Linked DNA regions of Drosophila melanogaster: region 1 is linked to region 2. A link is a contact called in public Hi-C data. All regions are on one chromosome and are shown on one strand. The core of a region is the stretch at or near the end of the contact, and the rest is flanking DNA. Distances in the headings are between cores, read along the strand shown.

Region 1 (2,880 bases), core at 355-2,854, 99 kb before region 2:
CGCTGGCACTTCCTGCCCGAATGTCCTCGTGCTCCGAGTCGCTCTCGTCCCAAATGGTGTGCGGGGTGGGCATAGTGATCTTCTGGCGGGAGCATTCGATCCAGTAGCCGGGAGTGGGCATCAGATTGTGCGGATACTCCTCGCAGAACTCATCTGCAATGGGTTATTGCAATGTATATTAAATATATCCTGACAACTTCCAATTAATTTCATATAAAGCAAGTTCTTTAGATTTGTGAAGCAACTAAGTTACCCACTGGCAATCAACATCATTTAAAGATTTGCCGAACAGCTGCCTACGTAAAAGAACATTCTTTTATTTCCAACTTTGTGCTTCTTCTCACTTTTGAGGCGACTTAACTCTTAATTTCTAGGTGGCACTTGGGATTTTAGTTTGGATAAGATTCTATCCACCAATCAGCCGCGGTGTATAGACCCCCTGTTCCCATCAAATAGAAAAGTTTTCGCTGACAATCTTGCTTTCTTCCTGCGGCGAGAGTCTTATGTCAAAGTTTCACTCAAGTTTTTAGCGGCTTGTGGCTTTTACATTCTCGCAAAACTGTTGCCTACTTTGGGGCTTTCAATGGCTGGCAATTCCTTCAACTCTAAACAAAATAATTTAGTTCAATTCAATTAAAATGCAAATACCGTAAACGATGGCGAGTGGCGTCGCGTGAGTTGCCAGTCATAAAGCAGGCGAAACTTCCCATTTCGCATTTACCATTTCCCCTTCCCCTTCCCCTTTCCATCCATCCATCCATCCAACCAACCATTCAACCAACCAACCAACCATCTATCCACCCACTTTCCCTTTTTCTGCCATCAACTTTTCTGTCCATGATTGAGTTGGAAATTCGATGCGGCGCGTGAGTCAATAATGTGCCACATCTTTGTGCCCCAGGGACAGTGGTTCGGAACCAATAGAAAATTAAAGACACTAAAAACAGATTGCAATGAGTTGAGTAAACATTAAAACATTTTCGCATTTTATAAAGTTGAAAAATATAATGCAACAATTTTTTTATAACGACTTAAAGGACAACTTTTAGGGTATTTTCTTAACGTAATCTTTCACTTAATTTGGATATGTTTTAGGCTAAAATTTCCTTATTCAGATTCCACGATTGAACATAACTTTCTATTCCTTTGACTCCACTGTACAATGATGAGGACGATGATGTCGGGCATGACGTTGATGGCGTTTTGGTCCTGGTCCTTCTACTGATCCTTGGGCTCTTTGTGCTCTTGTTTCTGTTTCGTGTTCGTGTTTCAGCGGGATGGCAGTAAAATGCTGCCCTGCGCCAAGATGGGAACTATGATCTAATTAAGGAGCGCTCACCGTTCCCGTCACACATGTGCCACACATTTTATGCCGCAAGTTTTGCCCGTCTACCACGCAGATGCTGCATATTTTTCGGGTCCTTTCCTGCCGCCCAAGGAGCACGCACGCACACACACATATATATATCGTACGACCACACAACAACCCACGCACACACACATACACAGACAGACAGACAGACAGACAGCGAAAGCCATAAAATGGTGGCCCTGCCTAATTCAAATTTGAATAACTCGCAGCGCGCGCCCCTAAGTAGGCTATGAAATCGCTTGCTCGCATTGTTTTTCTGCGGTCTTGCCTAGGCTTTGATACCCTAGATTGTAGGGGTTACATGAATATTGCAATATTTATGCTATAATGACTAATTAGCAAAAGGATTATAAGAAGACTTGTATAACTTGAAAGCCTTTTTGTACACGTACCAATTACTGCTCAATGATTTATGGTAATCGCGTTAATTAGAAATTAGAAATTGTTACATAATTGCACGAGAGAGTATTAAAAGTTTGTGAAAGTTTCTTCCGTAGGATCAGGGTCCTGAGACCCACGACTGAATTTCGTCTCTGCCAGATTTTTAGGCGGCTGTGCGTGTGTGTGCGTGAATATTGCGTGCACAGCGCCCGCGGATATGCAATATATATTTTATATATTCTTTAAGGCCAGTTAAACCGACACACCCCCCCCCCCCCACACCGCGTGCCATTTTGGGTCACTTTGGCGCTCTTCCACGCTGCCGCTGCTCCTGCCCCTTGCCCCTTTACCCCGCCCCCGCTTCCAGCTGCTGTTTCTGATCCCGTTCGCTTGTGTCCCATACAAATAACATCCCGTCCGGTTCATTTTTCATCCACCCTGGCAGCAGCAACAACCACAGCTCGTGTTGCAACTGCACGGCAGCAACATGCAGCATGGGGCACAAAACATGAAAATAAACACAAACAACCAAATTGATGGGCATCGTTTGTGTTGGCCTCCCAGGAGGAATGAAGGCAACCGGAAGCTGGCCGGGCAACTATTTCATCTTGCCACTTGTAATGGCCACTTGCCAAGCCGGCGATGGCAAACAAATCAGACCAACTGACACCCGGCCATGTAATATGTATACAAAGTATAGCCGGGCAAAATGGAATATCGTGGATGAGATGGTCTATAATCTGAGAAGCAGCTCAACGGGCAGGCAAATCGCCAACAGAGTGAAAATAGAAAGCGCGAAGAGGTCCCTCACAACTGAAGATATTTAATGGCATGGCTACTTGAGAAACTGAAGAGCTTTCTCTATTCTATATATCAATCAATGGATGCTTTAAAACGCATGATGTGTAATTTTATACCAAAAAAAAAAAAAAAAGAAAATGAATGTATCTCAAAGTTTGCAGGCTGCAATCCCAATTGTTGTACTACGAGTGAGTAAACCTGCTATTTCATAGTCCATTTGAGTATTTGGTGCAAATTGCAGCTGGTGGTGATATGTGTGTGGTTGGTGCAAACATTTGCAATGCCCCAAATTGAGAGATGCGATTGTGTTGATTTGTGTGGCCGCA
Region 2 (3,257 bases), core at 288-2,787:
TGTAGACGATTCGGCAAGAGTGGTGGGAACGGTCGTAGTTGTCGTAGAAGATTCTGTTGTTGTTGGATCTTTTGTAGTTGTTGTGGAAGAAACCGTCGTGGTCGTTGAAGGTTCTGTTGTTACGGTCGTTGTTGTTGTAGATGAGGAACTTCTGTTGGTTGTCGTTGAAGGTTCGGTTGTAGAACTTGTTGTTGATGGGTCCGTTGATGTTTGTGATTTTGTTGTTGTTAAGAGGGTCGTTGTTGTCGTTAGATCTGTATTTGTAACACGTTCTGTGGTTGTAGTAGACTCTGTGGTTGTTGTTGGTTCTGTGGTTGTTGTGGGCTCTGTGGTTGTTGTTGGTTCTGTTGTTGTTGTGTTCTCTGTGGTTGTTGTTGGTTCTGTGGTTGTTGTGGGCTCTGTGGTTGTTGTTGGTTCTGTCGTTGTTGTGTTCTCTGTGGTTGTTGTTGGTTCTGTGGTTGTTGTGGGCTCTGTGGTTGTTGTGGGCTCTGCGGTTGTTGTTGGCTCTGTAGTATTAGATTGTTCAGTGATTGTGCTAGCTGAATCTGCAATTGTGGTTGTTGTAGATTCAGTTGTTCTTGCTGGTTCTGTTGATGTCGTGAGTTCGGTGGTTGTTGTTAATATTTCTGTAGATGTTGATGGTGATGTAGTTTTAGTAGTTGTTGTTTGCTCTGTAGATGTTGTTGTTCCTTCCGTAGTTGTTGTTGTGGAAGCTTCAGTGCTTGTTGTTGTTGTAAATGCCGCATTTGTTGATGTTGATGGTTCAATTGTAGTCGTCGTTGTAGATGCCTCCGTTGTTGTGGTAGTGGTGACAGGAGCTTTTGTGGCGGTCGTAGTTCTTCCGTAACATGGCTTTGTTATTTCGGGCCGTCTTGTTGGATAGTACCAATAAGGAGGTCTATAACTGACGGGGGGACTTCTAGGTGGTGCTTGGGGCCGTTTAAATGCCCATACCGGATAAGGAAGTTCATAGTCTTGAACTGGCCCATAAGAATCTGATGACGGATATGCGTCGTAATGTTCAATATTTTTCGGATTTTGGGTAAAACTGGGTCTTGGAATAGGCGATGAATAGGCCGAAGGCTGCGATTGAGCCACTAACAAGCTCCGGTGATTGAAATAGTAGCCAACATCAACAAGCTTCGTCCGTGGAGGCGACGGTTGGCAATAAATCGGTTCTGTCAATTCGAATACTATGTGAACAAAATAAACAACACATTATTTAACAATGATTTTATAGTCTTATTATATAATTATAAGTCATGGTATTTAAACTGCTATAATACTTACACTCTTGTCCACTGAATATCATCTTCAGGTTGTAGTCGTTAAAGTCACAAATGCTCTCAAAGCTGCGATAACAATGTCCACTTTTGCCACAGACTCGGGGACCACAGGGTCGTTGGTTGTATCTCGGAATGTTTCCGGGATCTGGAAATCTCAGGTAATCATCCCCATGTCCTTGAGACAAGGTCAAAGCTGTAAGCAGGACAGTAAAGGCAAACGCTCTCAACATTGTAAAGGTCGGTGTGTAACTGATGACTTCACCTTACCCTTCGACAACTATTTATACGACCGACTTGTTCTTCTCAAAGGTAAATCTCTGGAGAAACAACAATGACTACAAACAACAGCCGCAGACGGCGTCTGTCTATCGGAACTATACGTGCCAGACCAACATTTCCATTGTAACCACTAGAAATTCAAACAAAAAAGGTATATATAAATAACACCTTCTCGAATTTTCTTTCTTTGGTCTCGTCTCAGTTGCCTGGCCGTGGTTCAGATATAGAGTCCCCCATATTTTTTGAATCGGAGTACAACGAAACAATTTTAAATCGAAACCCCCGCAATCTAAAGTAAAAAGCACTGCTTGTCACAATGCTTTAGCAATTTGCACTGCTTATGCCAAAAGCTCTGGAAGCAGTGCAGCAAACGTTCTTGGTTGAAAAACTTGATAAAACCTTTCACCGTGGTTTTTGGAATAATTTTGTGGTTTGAGATTTTATATTTTTTGCCAGCACAACGTGCTGTTGCTACTTAAACAAGCCATTTTCAAAAGACCAAAAAAAAACTTTACTTTACTTATGTATAACAGTTTTCGGCAAGCAGTGGGACGAGAACTGCTTGCCCATTTGAATCCTTCGCGTCGGTTTTCCTAGCATCGTTGTGAATTTTTTTATTCACTTGCCAACCGGTTGCTGTGGCGAACACAACGGTCGCGGGATTCGAAGTCCGTTCTCAATTTTTTTTTGTTAGTTTCAAGTGTTGTGAATTTTAGCGCGTTACTCGGCAATTTGATCGTTTTTAGGATTCGGCAGTCAAGACGCCAACATCGAGTCGTAAACTTCGATCGAAACATATTAGTACGTGAGGCACCCCGCCGTCGAGGTAAACAGAGAACATTAAATTACATTTAATTGCACGCTTCATTCGGCAAATTTCCTTAATTCGTGTGGCTTTTCGCTGTGTGAGTATTGTTTATTTTACGCGATACACATATTGCTCATACGCCATGGGTTCCGGAGGAAAACAATCATCCTGTCATGTCCAAAAAATCTCACGCAAATACAACCGCGTGCGCACACACACATTAGAAGCGTATTTATTTTGGGTTGAAATAAAAACAGAATATAAAAAGAAGACGGTCACTGCAACTAAATGATTTATTCAGGAATCGCATAAATGTATGCCCCACTCGTGTCCTTTTTTTTTTATGTCAAAGGCATTCCGCCTGGGGATTTATCAATCTGGTGGGCAATCCTTTGCCATGCTCTAAAATAGTCCCCTTTTTCATTTCGCATTGCGCATCCGCCGCGTTGGCCGTTTCGTTTGCCTGCTGATTTCATGGTGCGGTTTCTGATTCAATTAGCAGTGCGCAGGATAGCATCCTTGTGTCACACACAAACACGTGTGTGTGTGTGTGTTTGTGTTTATGCACAAGTATTTGTTACTGCCAGGCTTAAGGCTAAGACCCAAGACAAATTCGCCCATGACTGGCGATTGTGTGGCAGCAAACAATTGCAATATAGCTGCCCCAAAGTGTGCAATAAGTTAGTTATGCACGTAGCGAAGCCAGCTGATTTATGTGCTGCCATACCGAGAACTTCGACGGGTTTCAACTCAGTTCAGTTCCGTTTCCATTTCAATTTCCATCCCACCAGCCAAGTTTCAAGACACATTCAAAGCCGGCTTTCCGGCAAATGTCCGTATGTCTGGATAAATTGTGTCGAATTTTACATGTTCATCATGGACAT

What was found. A called contact is a pair of places that touch in the nucleus more often than the background predicts.
Region 1: a contact with region 2 is called in a Hi-C map of the Kc167 cell line, with 1.6 times the contacts expected there. The contact joins the enhancer-like site here to the promoter of Mur11Da in region 2. A contact is called at or near these places in 16 of 107 Hi-C or Micro-C datasets (the Clone 8 cell line, the Kc167 cell line, the OSC cell line and 6 more) and 1 of 6 datasets of contacts at active chromatin or transcription factors (the Kc167 cell line).

What each region holds. Positions count from the first base shown.
Region 1 is chrX:13,065,320-13,068,199 of dm6, reverse strand. rsh (radish) reads right to left here. Exons shown (of 19, transcript NM_001298250.1): 8 at 1-153. Among named protein-coding and RNA genes, the nearest start is that of mir-971, 4.7 kb to the right of the region's middle. Within about 2 kb of position 1,604, at least 5 of the 39 cell types and tissues checked have an H3K27ac peak or open chromatin away from gene starts, as enhancers often do. A contact at or near this core is called in the Kc167 cell line, where this site is marked.
Region 2 is chrX:12,966,168-12,969,424 of dm6, reverse strand. It overlaps Mur11Da (Mucin related 11Da), which reads right to left and starts at 1,537. Exons shown (of 3, transcript NM_167344.5): 1 at 1,291-1,537; 2 at 1-1,193. The coding sequence starts at 1,516.